2 separate regions of the Mus musculus genome follow, and region 1 is linked to region 2. The links are chromatin contacts, called in public HiChIP or PLAC-seq maps. All regions are on one chromosome and are shown on one strand. Each heading gives the region's core, a stretch centred on a gene start, on an enhancer-like site or on the middle of the called end of the contact. The rest is flanking DNA. Distances are from core to core; before and after follow the strand shown.

Region 1 (7,091 bases), core at 1,564-4,063, 270 kb after region 2:
CTTGCAGCAGAGAGCCCGTGAGGGGTCTGAGGCTTAACCTTCTCCAGTAAAGGGCACTTTGGTTATTTTCTATCTTCTGCTGTTACCAAAAAAGCAGTAATTAAATAGACCTCTATAGATTCCATTTCTGTGTGATAAATTCCTAGAATTAAAATCTGATGCAAAATTCATTTAAATGACCACATTGCTAGACAGATAAAAGCACCAGTTTCCCATGGCCTCTCTATGGTGTCCATTTATGGTATATGTCTGTTTATTACAAAGAGATTTTTTTTGAAGATCTCTAACCCTATGCCATTAATTCAAAAGTTAAAGCCATTTCCTGGTAAGCAATCTAAACTACTTATACATAACACTTCTCCCCAACTCGCTCTTCTTCCCCCTTAGGACAAGGGACAGGTACAGACAGGGACTGCATTCAAATTGTCTAATGGGATCCCTGAAGCCATAGTTTAGGGACATCTACATCAGACTCATTATCAAAATCTCCATTTCCCCAGCGTCTTGTGGACCTTACTTCTAATTTACTGAAGTTCCTAGGTGTATGTCAACCTAGGCAACCTTCCTGGGCTATGAGGTCACTAGAGCCCTCCCTGACCTGACAGCCATCTCTGGAGGAACCACAGATCTCAGACAAGATGTCACAGAGATGTAGCAAGAGCTCCTCCTCCATGTGCAGTGTTGATTTTGAGTCAAGGAGCCGATCTGGGAGACACTGCATTTGGGGAACCAGCCACGAGGCACTGAGACTAAGACAAATTAGAAGCCCTTACCTCCCCAAGGCAGTACAGAGCATTGTCAAAGCACTGTTAATAGTATATTTTATAGTGTGTGTACATATGTATTACATATTCTATTGTATACTATATGTACTATATATACACATATACATGTATAGTATAAATATACAAATGCATATATACATATAACATATAATGCATACACATGTATGCATATAGTATATAATATATAAAATGTATATATACATATAATACATAATGCATGTACACATATATGCACACATATATAGTATATAAGGTATAACATGTATATATACATATAGTATATAAAACATATATACCTACATGTGCACATATATAGTATATAATATACATATATGTGCATATATAGTATATAATATATAATGTATATATACATATATGCATATATAATTATATAGTAGTTTATATTGTAAGCATTCCCTTTGATTAAAAATTTGTCATCATCCCCCCCGCCCCCCTTCCCTGGGACAGCATTTCTCTGTGTAGCCCTAGCTGTCCTGGAATTATGTAGTCCAGGCTGGCCTCAAACTCAAAATTAGAAGGCACAAGGTTCGCCTGCCTCTATCTCCAGAGTGTTGGGAGCTAAAGGTCCCAATATCGGAAGCCTGTGCAAGACTCCGTGCACACAGGCTACAGATCCCACTTGCCTGTGGCTGATCCCTGTCTGGCCTGCCCTCATTGCCGACAAATGCCAAGCCATAAAAATGGTACCAAAGGCCAGCCCTGGGCCAGCTTCTCATCCACCTGACTACTCTCTACCAACAACCAGCTCATTGCAAACAGTGCCAGGACCACCAGTCCTGACCTGGGGACAAGGGCTTCCTCCTGTGACAAGCCTGCTTCACTTGGAGGTCATTCACCCTCTAATTTTGGGGAACTCTTTTCTCCTCTTTCTCCTTTCCACACCATTAGCTGAAGGAGTCCTGGACTGGATGTGTCGAGAAGATTTAGCAAAACCTTTTCCCGTCTTCTAATCATCAGAACCTGGCCTCAATTCAGCTGATACAAAAACAAAACAAAACAAAAACAATGACAACAACAACAACAACAAAAAACAACAACAACAACAAAAAACAAAAAAAAAAGGGAAAGAAAAGAAAAATCTAGAACCAATGTTAAATGGATGGCTTCTATTTGATCATAAGCCTCTGACAAGAAGGGAAAACTATTTAAATATTTACTGGCAAATGACAAAATGTCCCAGCGCCACAACTAGAATGCTCTCTTATGGAATTAGATGTCAGTCACATACTGCTCAGGTTTAAGGGGCCCTGAGGACTGCTCCAGCCAAAGCCAGGTTTTTTTCATGGAACACAAGGCAGTCTGGCTTCTCAGGCATCCTGTGGGTACTCTAGGCTATCTTGGACACTTCCTGGGAGACTTCTGAGCACAGAGAGGACACAGTGTAATGCCAAACTCCTGTACAGCAAGAGACAGCATGCATGTGTAACCTTGGTGAAGACACAGGGGTAGCTACTCAGTCACACTGTACCAGCGACATGCTTCATCTGCAGAGAGGGGGAGGCCATGCTCTCATTAAGGGCCAATAAAATTCCTCCTTCCCTTCCCTCCCCCTCCCTTCCTGTCCCTATCCCCACTTCCCTGCTGTCAGCAGACAGAGGCAAGAATAGTCAGACAATTATCTCCCCTCCCCTCCCCTGTCTCTCCTCTCCTCCCTTCCCTGATGTCAACAGACTGAGGCAGGAATAGTCAGACAAACGGCTCTGGTGACAAAGAAGGACCTAGTTGTCACAATCCCAAGAAGCCCTATAATCTTTGAAACTCAGAACAATTGTCCCCCATACACACAGGGTATGTCCGCATAGCTGCCCCCACTCTGGGCATTCAACCTCAGCCTCGCCCTGCCCCCAACGCACAGAAAGCAGTGGTAAGTGAAGAAGAGCCAACGGCACTGGTGTCTGGGAACAACAACCTCACACAGTACAAAGGCTACATAGGAAGGCTACCCACAGCAGGAGAGCAGTGACTGTCAAGTCACATGCCTGGCAGAAGCTTAGTATATGTGCTTGTTTGGTACTGTGGATAGAAGCCAGGGCCTTGCACAAACTTAGCAGTGTTCTATCACAGCGCTACACTCCTAGCCCTAGAGTTCAATTGTAAACAGTTTTGCAACTCAACAAAGGAAGCCAGAGACAGACAGACAGACAGACAGAAAGACAGAGACAGAGAGAGAGAGAGAGAGAGAGAGAGAGAGAGAGAGAGAGAGAGAGACCCAAGGACCTAAACAAATACTTCCTCAAAGAAACAGAAAATGTCAATGTCATTAGTCATTACAAAATCTCAACCCAAAACCACAAGCTATCACACTTCACACAGGGCACAAAGGGCAGCTACAGTTTAAAAGAGAAAAACAGAACAAACAAACAAGCAAAGCAGAGAATGGGGAGAAACTGAACACGGAGTATTGTTGCTGCGACAAAAGGAGACAAAGTTGCAGTAGACAATGGTCCCACAGGGCCTCAGTTACACGAGTACCAACCCTGGACCACGGATAGAGGACAGAGAGAGGGGGCAGGGAGGGAGAGGAAGGAGAGAAGAGGGAGGGTGAGAGGGAGGGATGGAGGAATAAGGAAAGAAATGAATGGGATGGGGAGAGAGAAGAGAGCGGAGAGAGAAGGAAGGAAGGGGGAGGGAGAGAGAAGAAGGGTTATAAGTGCTGAACCGAAATTGTGGCTATGCTTAGCCACAATACCCAGCAGGTGGGAATGGCCCACGTTCCTATGGAGGCAGGAGTTGACAAACCACAGTCAGTCACCTGGACAGGCATGCATGATGCTTCCGAAAATGACAGGGTGTTCTGGGAGTGAATTTTTAAAAGATTAACTAGATATCCATAGCGGCACATCGCAGCAGATGATTAGTGGAAACTGTACACTTTAAGATGAATGGGTTACTGCCGCAGTTTTCTGAATTCTATGTTGTGGGCCATTTGCAAAAAATTTTTTATAGTTTTATTTTGTATGCATGTGTAGGTGGGCGGATGTGTGTGTACATACACATGGAGGCCAGAGATCCATCCTGAGTGTCGTTCCTCAGGAGCCATCTGGCTTATTTTTGAGACAGGATCTCTCTCTCCCTGGGGCTCACCAACTTAGCTAGGCTGCTGACCAGAGACCCAGGAATCTATCTGTCTCCATCTCCACAGTGCTAGGGATAAAAGCGTGAGCCACCATGTCCAGCTTTTTGATGTGGGTTCTGGGGTTCGAACTTGGGTCCTAATACTCCCAAGGCAGACACTTTGCTAACTAAGCTATCTCCCTGACCTCGTGTGAAATGCAGTTACCTCCATATGGACAGTGGCCGCCACCCACACTCGATTTCATACTCCCTGTACCTGTTCACACTCTATCCCTCATCTTTGTAAGGAGCCAGAAAGTGAAGAAAGAAGCAGGTCTTTGGGAGTTTATTTTTAGCTTTATTATTCTCTCACCTACCCAGTGGAATCTGACAGACATTTGGTAAGCTCGGCTCAAGGACACTCCCATACATTCACAGTACTCCAGCTGGGATGGACACCACCTCTAATACCCTCACCTCACCTACCCCCCCCCCACCCCACCACCTCCCAGCTCAGCACATACATTGCAGGATTCTAGAGCCTCCCTTTGCCTCTTCTTACAGGCATGGAAATAAAGTATGAGGCACACACAGGCTTCTCTTCATCTCCAATGATAATAAGCTGAACTAAATTGGCAAGAAGCCCTCATCTGCTTTGGTGAGTCAGTCATGAAGCCAAGTAAATATTACTTTGTATTTCCTGAGTCCTCATGAGTGCACACACACACACACACACACACACACACACACACACACACACACTCACACTGACCCCGCCACCGTGGACCTCAGAAGGTATCTGTGCTGGTTAGTTTCATGTTAACCTGACATGGGCCGGAGCCATGTGAGAGGAAGGAACCTTCCATCAAGAAAACGCCTCCATGAGCTCAGGCTGTAGGCAGGCATGTAGGGCATTCTCTTAATTACTGACGGATGGGGACGCGCCCGGTCTACTGTGGGTGGTGACACCCCTGGGCTGGTGGTCCTGGGCTCTATAAAAAAGAAGTCTGAGCAAGCCATAGGGAGCGAACCAGTAAGCAGCATCCCTCCACGGCCTCTGTGTCAGCTCCTGCCTCCAGCATCCCGCCCTGCTTAAGTTCCTGCCCTACTTGCTTTTGACACTGAACTATGACACAGAACTGTGAGCCAAGCAAACCCTTTCCTTCCCAAGATGACTCCTTCTGGTCACAGTTTCAGCAGAGCAATGGTCAGCCAAAGACAGGAGCTAGTTTGAGATTTATTTATTTTCAATTATGTTTTACCGAGATGTAATTCACTAGGATACAATTCTCCCTTGTCAAGTCTGTACCTTTGACTGTGTCACAGAGCAGCAGAGCCTCACTGTGTGAGAGGCCTCATCATCTGAGAGAGCAGAAATCAGCACTACTCCTTCCTGTCTGTGGGGTTACCAATACCACGGATGCTTCACATAAATGGACAAATGTATTCCCTTTGTAGCCAACTTCTCTAACAGTACTGTGTTTCTAGGCCCTGCCGTGCATTGCCCTGTGTCGGGCTTCACTCCACTGCTGCCAGAGTCACGGCAGCAGAGAACACAGAGTAGACTCAGGAGAAAGCACCATGAGCAACACTTCCCACCAAGAACCCCTGGCATGTCTCCTGAGCGCCCAGACTTCCTCCCCAACCCCCTTGAGAGTCTCAGGTCCGAAGGGTACCCAGCCATTCTATTTTACTCATGGATGCCAGATCAGGGTCATCCTCCTGCCTCCAGTGACATCTATGAATTGTTCTCCCTACTCAGCGTCACCTGCTTCTTGCCAGACACTTGACATGGCTTGCTGCCGGACACCTAGCTCCCAGAATGCACCCCACATGTCTCTGATAGGACTCTCCTTCGTTACCATGTAGCTGTTCCCAGACAGAAAAACACTCACAGGAAGAAATCTTCCCAGTAAACCCACATCCAAGTCCTCACCGACTCAGATGAGGGCCCACCACCCTCCTGGTGTCTCAGTCAAACTTAATCCCAGCCAACATGGAAGCCCCAACTGCCACGTGGCCATCTGTGCCCAGCTGATCCGGCTCCTCCCTGGACTCTCCTGCACATGCTAGGCTCTGCGGCTCACACACCTCTGGACACCCCCTTCCCTCTTGCTGATACCTACAACCTCCCCACCCCTGGGTTCTCGTCTGCAGGCTTCCCAGAGCAGCCTTGGTCTCCAAGCTCCCTCGGCAATGCGGTTGTCACCTCTGTCTCAGTCTCACTGCTCCTGCACAGAACAGCTGTATCTCTAGGCACTGACATCACTTCCCGGGACCAAGCATTTCTGATCACACGCCCACCAGAACAGCCCCAGAGCCAATCAGTAGCTGTTTAAGGGTCAAAGTCCTGAATGACCTTACAGGTCAAGTCCTGAGTGACCTTAGGGGTCAAAGTCCTGAATGACCTTAGGTTTTTCCTTCCTGCTTCAGTTACCTGAGCAATAAAATCCGGATGTAGGTTACAGAACAACTCTCAGCAACCCACTAGCTGAGCCCCACACCGGACACCACTGCTGTAACTGCCCAGTCTCCCCATCCCAGGGCGAGTCTGGGGAAGCAGAGCCAATCAGTACAAAGCCACTGCCCCAACACAGCACAGCTGCAGCCCACTACAACCCGCTCCTACCTCTATATACAGCTCAGCCACTCCTCCATGTTCACACACAAGCCAACTCCACTTGACCAAAGCACTGTTGACCAAAGCAAATTTCCAAGGTTTTTGTTTTTAAACTCTCTTAACAAAATCTGGCAGGTTTCTATATTGTTCCGTGCATTAGAAGGAGCAAGGGTTATCAGGCTGGAGACCAGACACACATACCTGAGCATGGTTTCTCTTTAGTTTGTTAGAATAAGGTAGGTATTGAGAAGAGTCGGAGGATACGCATACATCTTAACTCTGGTTTAATCTTCTTGTTAGATTCCCCAACACCCCTCCAAGTGTGCGTGAGTGTGAGTGTGAGTGTGAGTGTGTGTGTGTGTGTGTGTGTGTGTGTGCGCGTACATCTGTGCGTGTTTGTGTGTGCAAGTGCGAGAGTATGTGCTCATTTGAGCACGCGTGCACACATGCTTGTGAAGACACATGGCCAACCTCAGTTGTTGCTGCTCAGGAGCCATCGCTGGGACCTGGGGTCTACTGATTAGGCTAATGTGGCTGACTAGTGATCCCCAGGGATCTCCTCGTCTCTGCCTCCCCAGAGCTGGAATCAGAAGCACAAGGCGCCATGCTCA
Region 2 (7,114 bases), core at 3,376-5,875:
ATTTTTAATAGTTCTTTTTTTATAAAAAGAAAAAGGAATTTAAGGACAGGCAATAGTCTCTTAAAATTTATTCACAAGAACCCATTAACTGCACAGTTGCCCTTAGCTGCCTGTTCTAAAATGATGGTCTTTTTATTGAAACACAAATAAACTTTTCTGTAATATTTTATGGAATATAAAGAGACTTTAATTGTTTGACTTGTTTAACTAAGCACTGTTAGTTTTTATTAATAAAACGCGCATGGGCATTTTAAACAAGCTCTGTGTTTCTGTAACTCAGGACTGTATTCCACGGTTACTCCGGATTGCCCTAAGGTAAAAGGTGGATGCTGGCCCGGGAGCAGAGTCCCCGCATGTCTAATAGTTCTTGCTCTGTTGGCCATAACTGGGCAAGACGTGGGAAAGGAGGGTGAAGCAGGCGTGGGATCTTGAGTGCCAAGTACAGAAGCCGGCTCTTTGACTTTTTCCCTCTCTCCTGAAAGTTGAGGCACACTTTGTAGGTTTGGCTTTCAGGAAAGCTGTAACACTGAGCATTCTGGGAAAATGAGTGGGTAGACCAGTAGTCTGTTTGCTCCTTGACATCTGTGCTGGTAGAATCTGCCAGACACAATTACTTAGGAACTGTTTGAGGTAGGTACCTAACACTGGAGCTGCATTGTGGCTTCAGCATCACTAGATTTCCAGGAACTTAAGGGTTGGCATAGTCTTTCCCTCCATTTTTCTCTCCCATTTTGGGAATCCAGACACTGAAAACTCAGATACTAAAAAAAATAGCCTTTGGTTTGGGAAGGTTACTCTGGGCATGCCCAAGGAAAGGCACAGAACAGACTGGAGAGGGCTGTTAGGTGCCAGTTCAGGCCGATCCACCCAAATGCAGATAGCATGCAACTGTCAACAGGAACAGCGATAACCTTTGGGAAATAGAATGCACTTTTCTGGCCACTGTGAGCAGATTTAAATGTCTTCAACAGAGGACATGAAGGAAAGGAAAAGTGTTGCATTTACAGGAAGAGGTAAATCAGACACTCCTGAGAGTGATTACTTAACACCCAGCACAGCATTGTAATCAGTCACCTCAGAGATGCTCAAAGAACCGAGGGAAGGTGAGTAAGTGCCAGGAAAGTGGTTCACAAACCAGGGAGGCAGCAGTCAAGCGGAGACTTCAGGCACAAGTCCTGGGCAGAATTGGATGGAAAGAAAACACAGAGATGGTGTCAGACCTAACTGGCAAATACAACAATACAGTTCTCAGGTCTGAGGAACGGGAGAAAAAGATCTGAGGGATGTGCCACAAACACCCATATTTGCAGAGGAGAAAGCGCAGGGGGTGTGGTAAGACAGCAGCTGAAGACTCGCCATGCTTGTGTAAAGGCCACCTGACTGCGCATCCACAAAACAAATTGGAGTCAACGAGGGTGTGCACATTTTCACGAGGCTTCTGAAAGGTACTGTTGAAAGCCAAAGAGGGAGACATCATGTGTGTGCACTTAGCATCCAGAGTTGTCATCTGTGGGGCCAGGAGACAGTACGCCCAAACCTTCAGAACACCAGAAAGGGTGAGAGGGGCCCATCCATGAAGAACCCTAGTGGGGAAGCTATTGAAGAAAGTCCTTTAAAACTGGTGGGGATGGTCAAGCCTAGCTCCTCACGGTCGATGGCTTCTGCTAGGATGGGCGTGTGTGGGGAGAACAGAGATTTCTAAGAACTAGCTGCTGGGAGTTTGACCATCCTCCAGTGAGTATATGGGCAGCACAAATTGGACTTGGTATGTTTTATGGACGCACGTGCTCAGGATGCATTGCATGAAATTCCCAAATAATAAGAATACTGTGTTGCGGGGGAACCCTGTTAGGCAGGCCAGATGCCTCAGAGTATAATGTCCTTGTGTGAGCTTGGTGGCCTGAGTTCAATCCCTGGGACCCATCTAGAGAACTGACAGAGTTGTCCTCTGACCACGTGTGTTCTTTCCCTTTACAACTACATGTATAATAAGTTTTAAAGGCTTCAAGAACTGATTTTCAATTTCATATACTAGGCTAGGCCACAGAGTTACGACCATGCTTCAATTTGGACTCCCTCTCCTAAAAAAAAATTAGCCGGGCGTGGTGGCGCACACCTTTAATCGAAGCACTCGGGAGGCAGAGGCAGGCAGATTTCTGAGTTCGAGGCCAGCCTGGTCTACAAAGTGAGTTCCAGGACAGCCAGGGCTATAAAGAGAAACCCTGTTTCGAAAAAAAAACAAAAAACAAAAAAAATTAAAGGAGAGATGAAATCATCCCCAAATCAAAGATGAGGGGATTTGTACCCCCTGTACCTGGTCTGGTAGTCAGTGCTCATGACAGTCTATCAGGTTATGAAGACAGCAGTGGCCAGAAACCAAAATGAAGGACATAGACCTCTATAAACACAACAACAAAAAGTCACTAGTATTAGAGCTTTGCTGACTCCACAGTTTGTTTCCTTTATACTTAAAGAAGCAGCTCCTGTGCACACCGTGGGTTAGCTCATACCCGCAGGCTGACAGGCCTCCATCCTATCACCTTATCTGATTAGCTCTGATCAGGAAAACAGTTTACAAAACTCGGCACTTTCGAGTAGTCAGCAAATGAGGAATAGGGGAAAAAAAAAAAAACTAACAAGGTCATTAATGAACAGCCACTGAGCATGATGCCGGTTATTGAAGGGAGCAGGGTGTCGGGGTGCTGATGACAACATAATACTAGAAATTCTAGCCAGGAGTTAGGTAAGAAATGAAAGACATCCCAGTTTGATAAGTAAAATGGTTAATCTTACATATTAGATACAATCTGAAATCCAAAGGGATCCACTAAAATACTTTTAGAAATAGTAAGGAGGCAGGGTGCAACCTGCATTGATTACTTTTGTGTAGCTATCAGGGTTCTGGAGAGGAACCAGACCCATAGAATGAGCATAAAGGATCGACCAGACTGACTCACACAAGGAGGACTGGGGAGTCAGTCCCCACCAGAGGCTGCCTGTTTGCTGGGGCACTGAGAACCCAGAGGCCACTTAGTTCACAAAGCTAGGTGCTTTGGCATCGTCCCTCTGGCACTGAAGGATATGTGCAAGTGAAATAAACTGGATTGATGGAGTGCCACATAAATAGCTAAGGGGGCCAGGGATGATGGCTCAGCAGGTAAGATGGCTCTTGCAGAGGACCCAGGCTTGATTCCCAGCACCCATGTGGTAACTCAACCATCTGTAACTGCAGTTCAGGGCATCTCATACTTTCTGACTTCCATATGATGCACAGATATACATGCAGGCAAAGCACACATAAAGTAAAAATTAAGGCATGAAATGAAAACATTGTAAACCTCCGGTGGGGATGGCTACTTACTGTGCATTGAAAGTCACTAGCAACAGACAACTGCTAACCCATGTGTATCCATGACTTCTCTCATCACCAGGATAACACCTGATAGTAACTTGAAGCAGGAAGGGCTAAGCTTTGCCTATAGCTTGTGAGAGGAACAGTTCATTATAGTGGTGAAGGCTTGGCCGCGGGAGCACTTGACAGCTCTTATATGATCAGAAAGCAGAGATGGCTACTAGTGCTCAGCGTGCTTCCTCTTACATCGGCCTGGACGCTGACCCTGAAGTGTATCTATCTATAGTGATTCTAACTTTAGTCAAGTTGGCAGTGAGATTAGTCATCACACCATAGAATGAAAGAGATACCTTACAAACTCTGAGAATCAGTATGTAGCATGGAGAGAACTCTTAAAACCAACCACCAACAGCAAGCAGCATGCCTGGTGAAGAGAGGGCAAGGCTGTGATTGGACGCCTCTCCGTGAAGGTTGGGAGTGGTTTGCAAGCATGAGCATAAGAATCAAGGAATGGAAGTTAGAGCCACAAAGAGATGCCATCATAATGCCCAGACGACGACGACCCGTGAGAGCAGGAAATACAGAAACTGGCAAGTCGCTACGGCTTGGATCTGTGATGGATCCTTAAAGCTTCTACCTGGGTGTGGTGCTTGTCTTTTTACTCTTTGTTCTTGTTTTTGTTTTAAGATAGGGTCTCCCGGGTCCCAGGCTGGCCTTGAACTTGTTACGTAGCTGAAGGAGCATGAACGTCCTTTCTTTCTACCTCTGACTCCCAAGTGCAGTAGTACAAGTGTGTGTCACCACACCTAGTTTATATATGCTGCGCTTGTAACCCAGGGCTTCTAAGCTAGATAGTTGTGCTTGCAACTGAGCCCTGTTCCCAGCCCAAGACCCACACAGGCAAGTACTTAGTTTGGCAATTTGGTAAGTCGTGGAATTTTAAGACGTGAGACCTCATGGTAAGTCTTTAAGCCATTTGGGGGATCTGCCCTTGAGACGGATCCTAGAATCTGAGTTGTGCGTGGGTTTTTTTGATTGTTTTGTTTTGTTTTGTTTTGTTTTTGTTTTTGTTTCTGCTTCCTGACTATGATGTGAGCCAAATTCGTTCACCATTCCCTGCCATACTATTGTGGCCCTACCAGACACCTATTAGGCAATGGGTGAGCCTGGTCAAAGCCCACAGTTATGACTCAAAGTGAACCTTTGTTCTTTACTGAATGACTAATCCCAGGCCTGTGGTATAGCACCATACAGCTGTCTAACACACACTTGTTGGTCAGGATATGAGAAATGGAATCTCTACTGGTAGGGATAGGAAATGGAGTCACCTCAGTGGGAAACACAGGAGGGCTGCCCCTGAAAGGGTTAAAAATAGGAATTTGGTGTGTGTGCAAAGCTGTGCAAGCAGGTCTTGAAGACTGAGTTGAACACTCATGATCTAAGCACCATCGGTCACCAATAAAAACGAAGGTAAAACAACCCAAGTGGCCCTGGTTACATGAAGGACAGGTGTGGTCTACACACACAGAAAGACTTTAAATCTTGACTGAAAAGGGAATTCTGACACAGGATGAAACTTGAGTCTCTGTGTGACCAGTCAGAAGAAAACACTGTGGTCACATAAGGTACCCAAAGTTAGATTCACAGAAACACAAGGGACCTGGTGAACACGGCGTCTGTGGGGAAATGGGGGCAGTGGGTGTCAGCTGGGAATGAGCAGATGTCGCCAGCTGCCCTAAAAAGTCAAGCTGGCAATTTTTGTGTTAGGTGGGAAGGAAGGACTGCCAGACACAAAAGGGGCTGCACTGGATAGTTCTGTGCCTACTTGAGTCATCTGAAAGGAGGGAACCCCAATTGAGGATCTCCATAAGATTCTGCAGGCAGAGCCGGGCGTGGTGGCGCACGCCTTTAATCCCAGCACTCGGGAGGCAGAGGCAGGCGGATTTCTGAGTTCGAGGCCAGCCTGGTCTACAGAGTGAGTTCCAGGACAGCCAGGGCTGCACAGAGAAACCCTGTCTCGAAAAACCAAAAAAAAAAAAAAAAAAGATTCTGCAGGCAAACTTGTAGGGCATTTTTTTAATTCATGAGGGAGGGCCCTGCCCACATGTGGGTGTGGTCCTTGGCTAGTGGTCCTGGGTTCTGTAAGAAAGTAGGCTAAGAAAGCCACAAGGAACAAGCCAGTAAGCAGTACCCCTTCATGGCCTCTGCATCAGTTTTCTGTCCCGTTTGAGTTCCTATCCTGACTTACTTCAGTGATGGACTACAATATGGAAGTGTGAGCCAGAGAAACCCAATTATCCCAAGTTGCTTTTGGTCACGGTATTTCATCACAGCAACAGAATTCCTTAGATGTTGGTATCAGGAGTGGGGTTTTGCTGTGACAGACCTGACTGTGCTGGTTTTTTTTGGGGGGGTGGGGGGTGGGGTGCGGTTATGGAAGGGCTTTGGGTAGAAAAGCCATTGAGTGTTGAGAACTCAGTGAGCTGTTCTGTGGGAGCTTGGAAGATGAGATTATTGAGAGCAGTGCAGGTGATGGAGGCCTGGCTTGTGAAGCTTCAGAGGAAGGAAGCACTCCATCAGGACTTTCCTTACAAATCTGTGGTTCTGGTCAGTTGGGACTGAAGAATTAGCATGATTATTAACAAGAGACCAGAACCAATGAAGTAAAACCCATGTTTTACTGGCACAATAGGTGCTGGTCAGCTGGAGCTGAGAAATTAGTGGTGACTGGGGAGAGTTGGGGGGCGGGTGCACTTTTGATCCCAGCACTTGGGAGGCAGCCAGGGCTACACAGAGAAACCAAATCTTGGAAGAGAGAGAGAGAGAGAGAGAGAGAGAGAGAGAGAGAGAGAGAGAGAGAGAGAGAGAGAGAGAGAGAGAGAGAGAGAGAGAGAGAGAGAGAGAATATGAATCTGCTGGCAGCTGAACTCGGTAGTGTAAGAGTTATCCAGGTGGTACTGGTTTTGAATGCATGAAAGGATCATGAAAAGCAGCTGAGGCCTAGCACTGTGAGAAGCCAGGATGGGTCACTGGAGAAGGTGTAGCCTCCATATAGTTGAAACTCCAGAATTAAAGGGATTGTGCAGAGAAGTTGAGACTTGGCACCATGAAGGAAGCCTAGGAGAGGCTATTGGTGAAGGTGCAACCCAGTTGCAGCAGAAGACCCAGCATTTGTGGAGATGTCAGTACCATGGGATGACCACCAGAAACAGTAGCAGTAGTGGAGTTAAGTCAGCCAGAACCCAGAAGGAAAGCTGTGTGTGAGGCAAAGGGCAGAGAAGCGAGCCCAGCCCTTTGGAGAAGCCCAGAAGACTGTGAGCAGATCTCAGACACTAGATGCTGTTATTTGCGCTGCTGGAGTTTTGTTTTGCTTTGATCTGATTGTGACTGTGCCCCAGTTCTTCCCTCTTGAAGTAAGGAATTATTTAACTTAATTTTGAGTTTTACAAGAGCCCACGATTAAGAGATTTTGAACTTTTAAAAGAGATTGGGGATTTTCACAAAGACTGGATATTTTAAAGGGGCTGAACTTTTACTGTGTTTGAATTTATAGACTCCTAGGCTTTTAAAGGTATTTATGTTTTTTAATGTGAGGTGTTGGGAAGAAAAGAAGGTTGTGTCTTAGCTGTGATGTGTTTGTGTGTCAAGCTGACAAGAGGTCAGCTGTGCTGGGTAGTCTATGTGACACAAGCTAGAGTCACCTGAGAGGAAGGAGCCTAGGCTGAGGAAACGCCTCCGTAAGACTGAGCTGTAGGCAGGCCT

What was found. HiChIP or PLAC-seq counts read pairs in DNA pulled down with a chosen protein or histone mark.
Region 1: a FOXA1 HiChIP or PLAC-seq map of pancreatic cancer cells shows a contact between it and region 2. The contact joins two enhancer-like sites. A contact is called at or near these places in 2 of 39 promoter capture datasets (embryonic stem cells and pre-B cells) and 1 of 115 datasets of contacts at active chromatin or transcription factors (pancreatic cancer cells).

Annotation. Positions count from the first base shown.
Region 1 is chr8:13,646,243-13,653,333 of GRCm38.p6, forward strand. All of the region lies in intron 1 of Rasa3 (RAS p21 protein activator 3), which reads right to left. Among named protein-coding and RNA genes, the nearest start is that of Rasa3, 28 kb to the right of the region's middle. Within about 2 kb of position 2,814, at least 230 of the 459 cell types and tissues checked have an H3K27ac peak or open chromatin away from gene starts, as enhancers often do. A contact at or near this core is called in pancreatic cancer cells, where this site is marked.
Region 2 is chr8:13,378,191-13,385,304 of GRCm38.p6, forward strand. It overlaps Tfdp1 (transcription factor Dp 1), which reads left to right. Exons shown (of 12, transcript NM_001291765.1): 12 at 1-258. Among named protein-coding and RNA genes, the nearest start is that of Atp4b, 15 kb to the right of the region's middle. Within about 2 kb of position 4,626, at least 15 of the 459 cell types and tissues checked have an H3K27ac peak or open chromatin away from gene starts, as enhancers often do. A contact at or near this core is called in pancreatic cancer cells, where this site is marked.